Linked DNA regions of Mus musculus: all the other regions are linked to region 1. Evidence: chromatin contacts called from public HiCAR-type and HiChIP or PLAC-seq data. All regions are on one chromosome and are shown on one strand. Each heading gives the region's core, a stretch centred on a gene start, on an enhancer-like site or on the middle of the called end of the contact. The rest is flanking DNA. Distances are from core to core; before and after follow the strand shown. Region 1 overlaps Prkcb (protein kinase C, beta). Region 2 overlaps Prkcb (protein kinase C, beta). Region 3 holds the start of Prkcb (protein kinase C, beta).

Region 1 (3,200 bases), core at 71-2,570:
TTCCCCATTGTATAGATGAGGACAGGAAAGTTAGAAGGTTTAGTAAGGGGAAGCAAGAAGGCTTGGCAAGTAAAATGTTTGTGCGTCGGTATGAGAACTGAGCTCTGCCGCTCCGTGGTGCTGCAGGCCTGCAATCTCCTTGCTGGGAAGGCAGAGACAGGAGAATTGCTGGGGTTGCAGGCCAGCCAGTCTAACCAGGCTGATGAACCCTAGGTGAGAGTTCGGAGTAAGAGACCCTACCTATAATCACACACCACACACACACACACACACACACACACACACACACACACACACACTGGTGAGCAGGCGTGGTGTCAGAGGTTAAACGACTTGGTCAAGGTTACAGAGCTAGCACTTGTTATCTGGGATTCGACCTCCTGTCTGTCTTAATACAGAGACCTTAACACTTAATTATACTGTTGGACAGTGTTTTAATTCTTTAGGGATAGTGGAGACCCTGTGGCTTTTGGACCATAAAATTAAAAACTCTTTGCCAAGCTTGGGTGCGTGCATATCAATCAAGCCGAAATGAGGACTGCTCTGCGAACTGGGGAAGAAGGCTTCTTTTTTTCCGGAGAGCTCAGACCAAGCCACTGACAGCTCATTTACGTGATTCGGCTGCAGTTTGACAATCATAGTACAAGACTTGCATACAATTAGTCTGATGGTTCTTACACAGTCTCTTGGAAAAAAGAAAAGCCTTTGGAATTTTCCCTCTGTTTGGCCTTCTGCATGATGTAACCACGGCTTTATTTAGTTGGTTGTCTACCCCGGAATAGTGTGGTCTGCTGCCTTCTGCATCACTGTGGGCTGATTGAGGTCTTGTTTTCCTGGAGGGCAGATGCTGTTGCGCAGACCTGCTCTGTGGCTCTCCTCCCGCAGGATCATTCAAGCGAGCAGAACACGAAGGCAGAATTTCTTCTGTGCATGACAATGATTGCTCCAAGAGTAAGCTGGAGTCCTGTTAAATATGCAATGCAAATGGATTGTAAATGAGAAGTCTCCTCCGCAAGGGTCGGGAGGTCTGAACTCTGGGGGCCTCTCCATCCCTTCTTATCACCTGGCTCATGAACCTGACACCCCTTTTACAATCATCTTTTCTGGCCACCCAAGAGCTCCTAATGAGGGCAGAAGCTGCCTGCTCGTGTAACCCTTTCAGACACCTGGTGATTGGAAACTGGAGAGACAGCAAGCTTTCGATGCTCTGTCAGATGCCCTGAGTTATCATCAGCTGCCTGCTGGGCTTTGAGAAGGGCTGGGAAGGCGGTGAGAAGGCTGGGTAGCGGACTGCTATTGTCTGTGCCTCCTCCTCCCACTCTGAGCTGCGTGAGGCAGCCAGGGATGGCTGGATTTGGGCTCTCACGCAGCTGCCTTCTCTGACCCTCGCTGGGTGCCTGCCTCAGCTCAGAGAATCAGTCTCTGCAGGGATTTGGGATGAGAGCTAAGAGCCTGCTCCCCGGGTTGAAGATCAATGAGCCTTTGATTTTGTTTCTTCTTCCAGTCTAGCCCACTGTCTTTGCCTATAGCTTAAGAAACCCCAATCTAAGAGGCCTTTCAAATTGAAAAGTGAACTGGTCTGTAGGAAATTGTGGTTAGTAGAAAAAGACAAGTCATCAAAGATCCAGCTGTCTCCAAGGACACCCCGTGCCATCTTTTCCCTTCTTTCTTTGAATTTTTCTTTCTTCGTTTTTCCACCCTGCCTGGTGCTGAGGCTGGAACTCAGCGCCTTGTGTGAGTCAAGGCAAGCCCTTACCACTGGAGCTACCCCCAGCCTCAGCTTATTTCTTTGTTTTGTAGAGGCAGACACTTGACAGCTGTCAACCTGTAGGTAGCAGAGGAAGCCTAGAGTGGACAAAGTCCCGAGTGAGTGTGTTGTTGACATGGGCAACCCTCAGCAAGGACCCCAAGGCACTGGACCCATGGAAAATTGGCAAAGCCATTTACCCACATGGACCAGGCTCAAAAGGGCAACAAAGCTCTCTTCTGGGTCTGAGTGTTTACAGATGATTGGTCAGTGTGTGCAAAGACTAGCAACTGTAGCTTCCTCTTCCTCATCCCTAATGCTTACAGTCTGAGACTGCTCACTTACAGAGACTTATTACTGAGATCAGCGAACCCTGATCCCTGTGCTGTCCCTAATGAACACACCAGCGATCTAGGTTGCTAGAGGTCGTAGGTGCCTTACAAAGAGCATACTCCCACCTGAAGGGGGGTGAGGGGAGAGCATGTATGTCCTTTCAAGACTCAATGCATATGGGGACCAGCATGTATATATAGCACAGTCTGTACTAGGCACAGTGCTTAGTTCTTTTTAGTACTGATATGTTTTTCTCTTTGTTTATAGTTGGGGAAACTGATACTCAGAGGACTTTACTGACTGAGGCACACAGACAGACATGGACCTGGAGAGGGAGCTGAGAGTTCTAGATCTGGATTGCAGGCAGCTAGAGGAGAGAGTGATACTAGGCCAGGCATGAGTGTTTGAAACCTCAAAGCCCACCCCCTGTGACACACTTCCTCTAACAAGACCACGCCTACTCCAGCAAGGTCACACCTACTCCCAAAAGACCACACCTCCCATTAGTGCCACTAACTGTGAGTTTATGGGAGTCATTTTCATTCAAACCAACCCATGAAATTACCCACGGTGACTTGGCTTGGTGCATGAGCGTAACTGAAGTCTGATTCCTGTTCTGTTGAAGCTAAAGCCTAGGCCATTAGCCATTGTGCCCACACTGAGACTTTAGGAATGGAAATGACTTCAACTTGAGGGGTAGGTATGCTTTCCCTCCAGCCTTCAGCAAACACACAGCTTCCATTTCTCTTCTGCCTTGGAGCTGCCAGCTTTTCCCGTGGGGTTCTCCTTGGCTATGTATGGTTTACCAGATCTCCTCAACTCATGATGTTAGTCTAACCTGGGCTTAGTATAATCTCTTCTCAAGAGACAGGTTAGGCGACTTTCTGTTACACTTTTTTCTAGACATGATAGACAGGCAAATATTAGGATCTAGGTTTCTTCAACAAGGATATTGCTCTGCAGGTTTCCAGAGAGGGCCTCCTGCCTGGGACATGAGCCTGAAAGTCAATGCAAAGGGTTATTTCTGTAGCTTTGTCATTGGTGAGTCTTAGGCACGGGGTGCATTGGCTAGCCCCAGCCCCAGCCCCAGCCCCAGCCCCAGCCCCAGCCCCAGCCCCAG
Region 2 (3,430 bases), core at 144-2,643, 150 kb after region 1:
ACAAGTCTTGTGGCCAATGACACAGGACTCTGTTCTATAACAAAATAAATATCTCTGAGCCACATGTCCATTCCCAGGCAAGTTATGTAGGGTCTTTCATTTGGTCAATGGGTCACCAGGCCTTGGACATATGCTCAGAATAAAAACCACAGAGAAATCTTGGGCCATTGGCAAGTGATCTGAGACGACCTTAGAAAACAGTGTAGGAAGGAAGGATGGTTAGATGGATGGATGGATGAATAGATAGATGGATAGATAGATAGATAGATAGATAGATAGATAGATAGATAATAGTATATATGTAAATATATACACTACGCTCTACATTTTCAGGTTCTTACCATTATGTTTTAAGGTTCGTAGTTGTCAGAAATAGATACTCAAGCCAAAGTGTCTGTTCCCTTAGCTTAGCTTGATGGGGGTGGGTCAGAGAAGCTTCTGTGGAAATAATGGATCATGAATCAGACCTCCCACTGCTTCCTCGGCCACCAGTGTTCTAGATCAGAGGAAGCCAAGAAGCAGTTTCCATCACGTAAGATCCTTAGGAAATATTTTAAAATTTTATCCAAAAAAGAAATAATTTGTTTTTTTTTTTCATCCATCCATTTATACATCTTCCATCCATTTGAGTAGCATTTATTGACCACCAACTGTGTGCCAGGCTGGGTGCCAGGATCCTGGTGAAAACTATGAAAGATGCAGTCCATGCCCTTCTCCCTCTTTCTCCAGCTCACCATCTGTGGAAAGATGGCCATAAAACAAGTAATTGAAAGTATGCTGTTGTCTAGAGTCTCTGAGCTTATTAAAAAATTTTTCTGCTGGAGGTCTTCCAGGCTTCTTAGTCTCTCTATAGACCATAGTTTGAAGCTATCAAGCCATAGTATCAAGCTCCATACTTGATCGGACCACAGACGCTCCCACAACATGAACGGTGCCCGTGTCTTATGGAGGAAGGGAACTAACTGGCTTTGTGACTTATCTCCGAGTCTTCAGTGTCAGCTGTCATTTTGCATCCATCACTTGGCTATCTGCAGGCCCTTGGGGAATACCATTCCAGTTTAGAGCACTGCTGATCAAATCATGTGACCCTTGCTGGTCACATCCTGATCTCTCTAGCTCATCTGAAACAGGATTAAAATTTTCACACACACACACACTCACACACATATTTAACTTCTAGAAGAACTGAAGGAAAAAAACAAACTAAAAGAAATCTAACTAAAGCTGCTGTGAACTGTGACCAGTCATGTGTCTGGATCCAAGAATCCACTTTTAAATTTCATATATTTTTGGCTGATTTCCTCCTCTAAGAAAGGATAAGGCCATGATAGACCCAAGGCAGACCGGTAGAATTAACTCTCTTCCTAGGATGGGAGTTTCTGGTCTCATGTGGCTTCAGATGCAAATTTCCAAAACGATTGTCACAACAAAGGAGCCCATTCCCTCCCAACCTTGTATGGTAAAATCCTGGAGTTTTCCTGGGAAGGTCCACTCATGAGATGAAACCCATGAAAAGGAAGTCTTATTTGAAACACATGGCTTACTGAAGCACGGCAAATAAAAAAGGCTTCCAAAGTTGGAGCTGGTAGGAAGGGAAGTCCTGCCACATGCTCCAAGTTAAGGATGCCTGGGTAGAAAGAGACCCCCAAAAGAGGAGCTATCTTCTGCCCCCAGGTCTGCCCTTCTCCTTTCCACACAAAGCCTTGTAGCTTCCAGACCCTGCTCATACATCGTTCACTCCATACTGGCTCCATTTACATAAGTCTTAGGACCTGTAAAAATAACTGTTATCATTTTGCTTCAGTGTGAAGAGGAATCTGCCTCAGGAATTAGGAAAAGCAAGGAAGCGCCCCAGTAAGGAAGTCTTTTTTATCAATTAGATGAGTACTTATCAACAGCCTATTGTGTGCTCAGTAGCACTGAAAACACAATAGCCCAGGAACAGACTAGGACCTTGCCCGAAAGGAGAAAAACAATGCAAATTCCCCAAAGCAGGAAATGCCCAGAAGCTGAAGGGGCTGCAAACACATGGCTTATAGAATCAGGAAAGAGAAGACAGCATTAAAGAGACAGAAGGCATCTGAGCTTCCCTCGGGAAGCAGAAAGTAACAGCATGGACAGCCTGGAACCCTCCACCAAAACTCAGTATGGACAGGATACCACAAGAGAAGAGCCACCATGTAGGAAACGGCTTCATGGGTAGCCTTCGCCTTGTCTTCTATACCTATCCTCTTTCAGATGACCTCCTGATGCCAATTTGTCTCCCTCAACTCAGTCCCATAACCTTACTCATACACCCCAGTAGGAAGTACCTATCGCAGGAGACCATCCAGAAAGAAGTAGGTTAGAGCCTAGCAACAGGAAATTCATATCAGCCAGTCTCCGTTAGGGGCTAAACCTACTAAGATTGGCCAAAGTGAATCAGCCAACAAACTCTTCTGTAACACACCATGGCCTCAGCCAGGCACCTTACCTGTTGCTAGGAATCCCAGGCACTGTGAAAACAGTCTTCAGGCTTTCTCTCCAGCCAGAGTAGTTGTCATGAGGCAAGAATCATCTGCTATGTGGTCAGATATAAGTCTCCAACCCGCTGCACAGGCTTGGCCAAGTCCCTTCACTGACCTGTGCCCTGGTTTTCTCATATGTCCAACAGTGGGAGACAATCACATCAGCTTTGCCTTCTCCAGACCCGTGAGGTGAGATTGGGAAGGGCTAGTAGGCTTACAGGAGCCCTGGCGAGGCCAGCACATCAAAAAGCCACCCACATTCACATTCTCTGGCAGAACGTGCCTCAAACTAGTCAGCAATTCCTGTACACATGCAGGCCAGCAGGCAGACCGGCAGGCAGGAAGAAAGGAAGGAAGGGAGAGAGGGAAGGAGGAAGGCAGGCAGGCAGGCAGGCAGGCAGGCAGGCTGGCCAGGTTACCTACTACAAGAGTTGAGCAGTTTTATTCTTCAAGCTTGCCTTCATACTTTAAGCTTTGTATAGAAGCACACCACCAGCATCTTTGGAGAGACTCTGGCTACTGAAGACCCAGATTCTACGCTAGTGTTCAGCTTTTGAGCAGCATTTCAGAGCCTAGCTTTCACCAATTTCTTTTGGGGGGCGGCTGAATCTAAAATATGAGTTAAGTAGACCCTAACGGGCTGGCCAACTCTGAGTCAGATCGTCTGACACAATTCTGGCACCAGCTAGGCTGTCTGTGGTCAGCAGTGAGTCTCAGACAGTATGAGGAAGAGGTAGATGGTGTTTAGCTTCTTGCAATGAACACTGCTTCCCTCACATGGCTATTTGCCTTCTGAGAGCAATGTGTATATACTCTCTCTCTCTCTCTCTCTCTCTCTCTCTCTCTCTCTCTCTCTCTCTCTCTCTCTCTTCTCTCTCTCTCTCTCCTCCCCCAACAAAGTCAGCTCCTGGCCACAGGGGTCG
Region 3 (3,433 bases), core at 122-2,621, 190 kb before region 1:
GACAGCCTCCATTGTACAACCCCGAGACTGTGTACCCCTTACTCACTTCCATCTAATTTTGCTTATTCACAGAACTTACCTGGTCTATACAGGTTATGGTTGTGACCGAATGAGACAGTGCACAAGCCTCCCTGACACCCTGTATGTTTAGTTTTAATTTTTGCACATTTACAGGTCATGCATGGTACAGGTAACCTTCTTCCATTCTGTTACTTACTCAAGCAGTGCTCACTGGGCTTGTAGGAGCTGTCAGATGCTAAACTCAACACCAGGAGACATGAAGGTGTCATTAACAATGCCGGGGACGTGTGGAAGAGTTCGGTCAGATGCCATTTTTCATCCCCAGGCTGTAGAGCATCACACCAGAGGGAGATTTAGATGCAGTGCCTTATATAACATGCAATGTCGTATCATTGGTTATCTTCCCATCCTTCAAGTGGCATCAAGGGGAGTATGGCGTTGGATATTAATGTTCCCTGAACATTTGAAATCTCTCCTAACAAATACAAGAAGGCCCCAGGTGTGAGGACAGCACCTGGGGAGATCTTAACCCACACAAACCTAGGTATTTCCAATCACATAGACTTTTGTTTTAACAGACTGCACAAGTATGACCAGAAGGGACAAAAGTGAATGAAATGTAGGGAAACGCTCATTTATTAAATTTGTCTCCTGTCATCATTAGCCCAGCCATTTTGGGGTTGGGGAAACTGTCTTTTTGTGGAGAGAGTTCTAAGTGTTCGAGCAAGTGGAGACAAGTCTTTGTGGTGGATATATACATATATACATATGCATATATGTATAGTCCTCCCCTACCTCTGCAGACCTTGGTGTGTGTGTGTGTGTGTGTGTGTGGCCACAGGCCTTTCCGGATGAGTGACAATGAAAGCCCATCCCTCCAGGAGACGCATGCCGAATGACCAATGGGATGATGGATGGAGGGTGCTGGGTACCAGTCTCTGCAGAGGCCAAGGTGAAACTGGCTGCTTCCAGCCTGTTCAACCCTCATCTCCTTGAGCCCCTTGGGTCCTTAGGCGTTTGGTCATTGCTGGATCAACCGAGGTGCTCATCTTAACGCACCCCAGGGCCTAGGACAGGGTGCCAGGGGCGCGGCTCAGATCTGTCCAGCGCAGACTGCGGTCCTCGCGCCGCAGCGCTGCGGCTAAGAACACTTGGCTGGGAGGCCTGCGGGTTGCGGTGTACGTGTATGTGTGTGTGTGTGTCTGTGTGTGTCTCTGCTGGTGGTACTGGTGGTGCCGATATGTAAAGCAGCTGGCGGCTCTGGGCGGGGCCTGGGTTTCATGCAAATGAGGGAGGCGGGGTTACACTGGGGCTCCGCCTCCCTCCCCCGCAGCTGGGGCCAGCGGTGCCAAGCACAGCTGGACCAGCGGCAGCAGCTGGGCGAGTGACAGCCCAGCTACGCGCGCGCGGCCGCCGCCAGAGCCGGCGCGAAGGGGCAGCGCGGCCCTGCGGTCCCCGGGCGGCAGCAGCGGCCGCCTAGTCCCGCGCCTTTCCGGGCTTGCAGCCCCGCGGTCCCGCCGCCCCGGGGCCGCCACCTCTCGGGGCTCCCCCCAGTCCCCGCGCGCGCAAGATGGCTGACCCGGCTGCGGGGCCGCCGCCGAGCGAGGGCGAGGAGAGCACAGTGCGCTTCGCCCGCAAAGGCGCCCTCCGGCAGAAGAACGTGCACGAGGTGAAGAACCACAAATTCACCGCCCGCTTCTTCAAGCAGCCCACCTTCTGCAGCCACTGCACCGACTTCATCTGGTGAGAGTGCGCCGCGCGGGCCACCTGCCTGGGGCCCTAGAGGGCAGCGACACGCATGGGGACCCCTGTTGTTGCCCCCGGGGGGAGGAGCCGTGTGATCACCCCCATCCCGCTGGACCCTTATGCCCTGCGCTCCCGGATGGCCAGTCCCTCAGGTGCTGGGTTCTCTGCTCCCAGACGGCTGGCCGCCAGGCGCCTTCTGCCCTCTTGCACTCTGTCGCCCGAGCGCCTAGGGACAGCGCTGCAGGCGCCTTTTCGACACCTGGCTCAGGGCTCAGTGTGGCTGTCCCTCCTCGGCAGGGCAGCTCCGCGGGTGTCTTTCTCGCCTGAGGTTCCCGATCTTTCTGCCTCCTTCCGGGCTCGAGGAGCTCTCACCCTCACCCCTCCTTTCCGGGGCAGCTCTCTGGGGTGTCCTCTACTTCCCCGGGGCGTGGAGCATCCTTCCCTCTGCGTCCCTAGAGCAGTGCCCTGGGTTATCTCTTACTTCGCCTCCAGAGTCTTGAGCACCCCTTTCATTCCTTGGTTCTCACCCTCAAGTCGCTGCAGGGCCCCTTTCTTCCCTCTGCCCCTCCAAGCATGGGGGGACCTTCCCCCCGCCCCCTAGCCCCTCAGGTGTTACCACCGTGGTGAAGTCCCTATCATCCTCCCCCTAGACAGGTCCTTTTCTCTTTCCTTGAGGGTACTCCCGGCATCTCCTTGGGCAAATATCCAGCCCGCCTTCCGCCCCCACCCGGGCGGAAATGCACCCTCGCATCCTGCCACCTGGTGGTCGTGGTCGCCTCTGTACTGCAGGGGAGATGTGAGGTGGGGGTTACTGCCAAGCTCCGGTAGTGTACCTCCCAATCCCATCCAAGGTGGAAGACACCTTGGAGACCAGGCTGTAGCTAGGAGGTTGCCCCTGGGGTAGAGGGACAGTGGGAAGGGAGAGGGCGACTGTGTGAAACTAGCTGGTAACTGGACCCCTCAGACTGATACTCCCTCTTGTGCTTTTACAGGGGCTTCGGGAAGCAGGGATTCCAGTGTCAAGGTAGGCTTTGTGGCGCTGTGGATGCCGATGGTGGGAAGAGAGAGTAATACAGACTTCAAAGACGTGGCCGAGTTAGGCAGAGTGAAGTAATCCTGCCTGTCAGAGTGACCTCCCAGGCTAGGAATCCTTCACCACCAAAGGGTCCTTTTAAGGGGTGTGTATTTGGGCCAGAGATGCACCATCCAGGAAAGGCCAGTGGAGCTCCTGGAAGGCCCTAAAAGTCAAAAAGTGCATCCATCCCGCTGCTATCTGAGCATTCTCTCAGGACTGCCAGCCCTGCTTAAGAAATGAAATGTCTTCAAGGACTCTTGTGTGTGGAGGGAACCTCTTTCTTCCTAATTCCAGCCCTTTCTTGCTCATTGCTCTCCCTTACCTCCCAGTAGGAGGGTCTGCCTCTTTCCCCTGCTTTGCAGGTGGCTGCCATCTGCAGATGGCGCATCCCCCTAGAAAAGCAACTGTGGTTTCCCCTGGGCCTCCTCTCTCTTTGAAAGCGGTGGTTCCAGATGGGGTGCCTCTGGGATCCTGCCTGAGGTTGCCCTTTTTAACATCTGAGGAGGCACAAGAAGGACTCCAAGAGACTCCTTACCTGGGTTCTTGATTCTAGCTCAAGAGCCATGATTTTAACCAGGGGTACCTAATCAA

What was found. HiCAR-type assays count read pairs that join an accessible place to other places. HiChIP or PLAC-seq counts read pairs in DNA pulled down with a chosen protein or histone mark.
Region 2: an H3K27ac HiChIP or PLAC-seq map of embryonic stem cells shows a contact between it and region 1, with 3 times the contacts expected there. The contact joins two enhancer-like sites. A contact is called at or near these places in 2 of 15 datasets of contacts at CTCF or cohesin (embryonic stem cells and large pre-B cells), 5 of 484 Hi-C or Micro-C datasets (the Ba/F3 cell line, the N1E-115 cell line, embryonic stem cells and 1 more), 6 of 115 datasets of contacts at active chromatin or transcription factors (bone marrow-derived dendritic cells, embryonic basal ganglia and embryonic stem cells) and 2 of 9 other capture datasets (adipose tissue and embryonic stem cells).
Region 3: a contact with region 1 is called in a HiCAR-type map of embryonic stem cells, with 2.7 times the contacts expected there. The contact joins the promoter of Prkcb here to the enhancer-like site in region 1. A contact is called at or near these places in 7 of 39 promoter capture datasets (the C10 cell line, the HPC-7 cell line, embryonic stem cells and 4 more), 1 of 15 datasets of contacts at CTCF or cohesin (CD8 T cells), 9 of 484 Hi-C or Micro-C datasets (B cells, Th17 cells, Th2 cells and 5 more), 22 of 115 datasets of contacts at active chromatin or transcription factors (the SCID.adh cell line, T-cell acute lymphoblastic leukemia, VIP interneurons and 13 more) and 3 of 9 other capture datasets (adipose tissue, liver and pancreatic islet).

Annotation. Positions count from the first base shown.
Region 1 is chr7:122,477,196-122,480,395 of GRCm38.p6, forward strand. All of the region lies in intron 5 of Prkcb (protein kinase C, beta), which reads left to right. Among named protein-coding and RNA genes, the nearest start is that of Gm51497, 180 kb to the left of the region's middle. Within about 2 kb of position 1,321, at least 59 of the 459 cell types and tissues checked have an H3K27ac peak or open chromatin away from gene starts, as enhancers often do. A contact at or near this core is called in VIP interneurons, cerebral cortex, cortical neurons and 6 more, where this site is marked.
Region 2 is chr7:122,629,913-122,633,342 of GRCm38.p6, forward strand. Prkcb (protein kinase C, beta) reads left to right here. Exons shown (of 17, transcript NM_008855.2): 17 at 1-3,430. Among named protein-coding and RNA genes, the nearest start is that of Cacng3, 40 kb to the right of the region's middle. Within about 2 kb of position 1,394, at least 9 of the 459 cell types and tissues checked have an H3K27ac peak or open chromatin away from gene starts, as enhancers often do. A contact at or near this core is called in embryonic stem cells, where this site is marked.
Region 3 is chr7:122,287,754-122,291,186 of GRCm38.p6, forward strand. Prkcb (protein kinase C, beta) reads left to right here and starts at 1,372. Exons shown (of 17, transcript NM_008855.2): 1 at 1,372-1,764; 2 at 2,760-2,791. The coding sequence starts at 1,592. Gm51497 (a long non-coding RNA gene) reads right to left here. Exons shown (of 3, transcript XR_003946872.1): 3 at 2,883-3,433.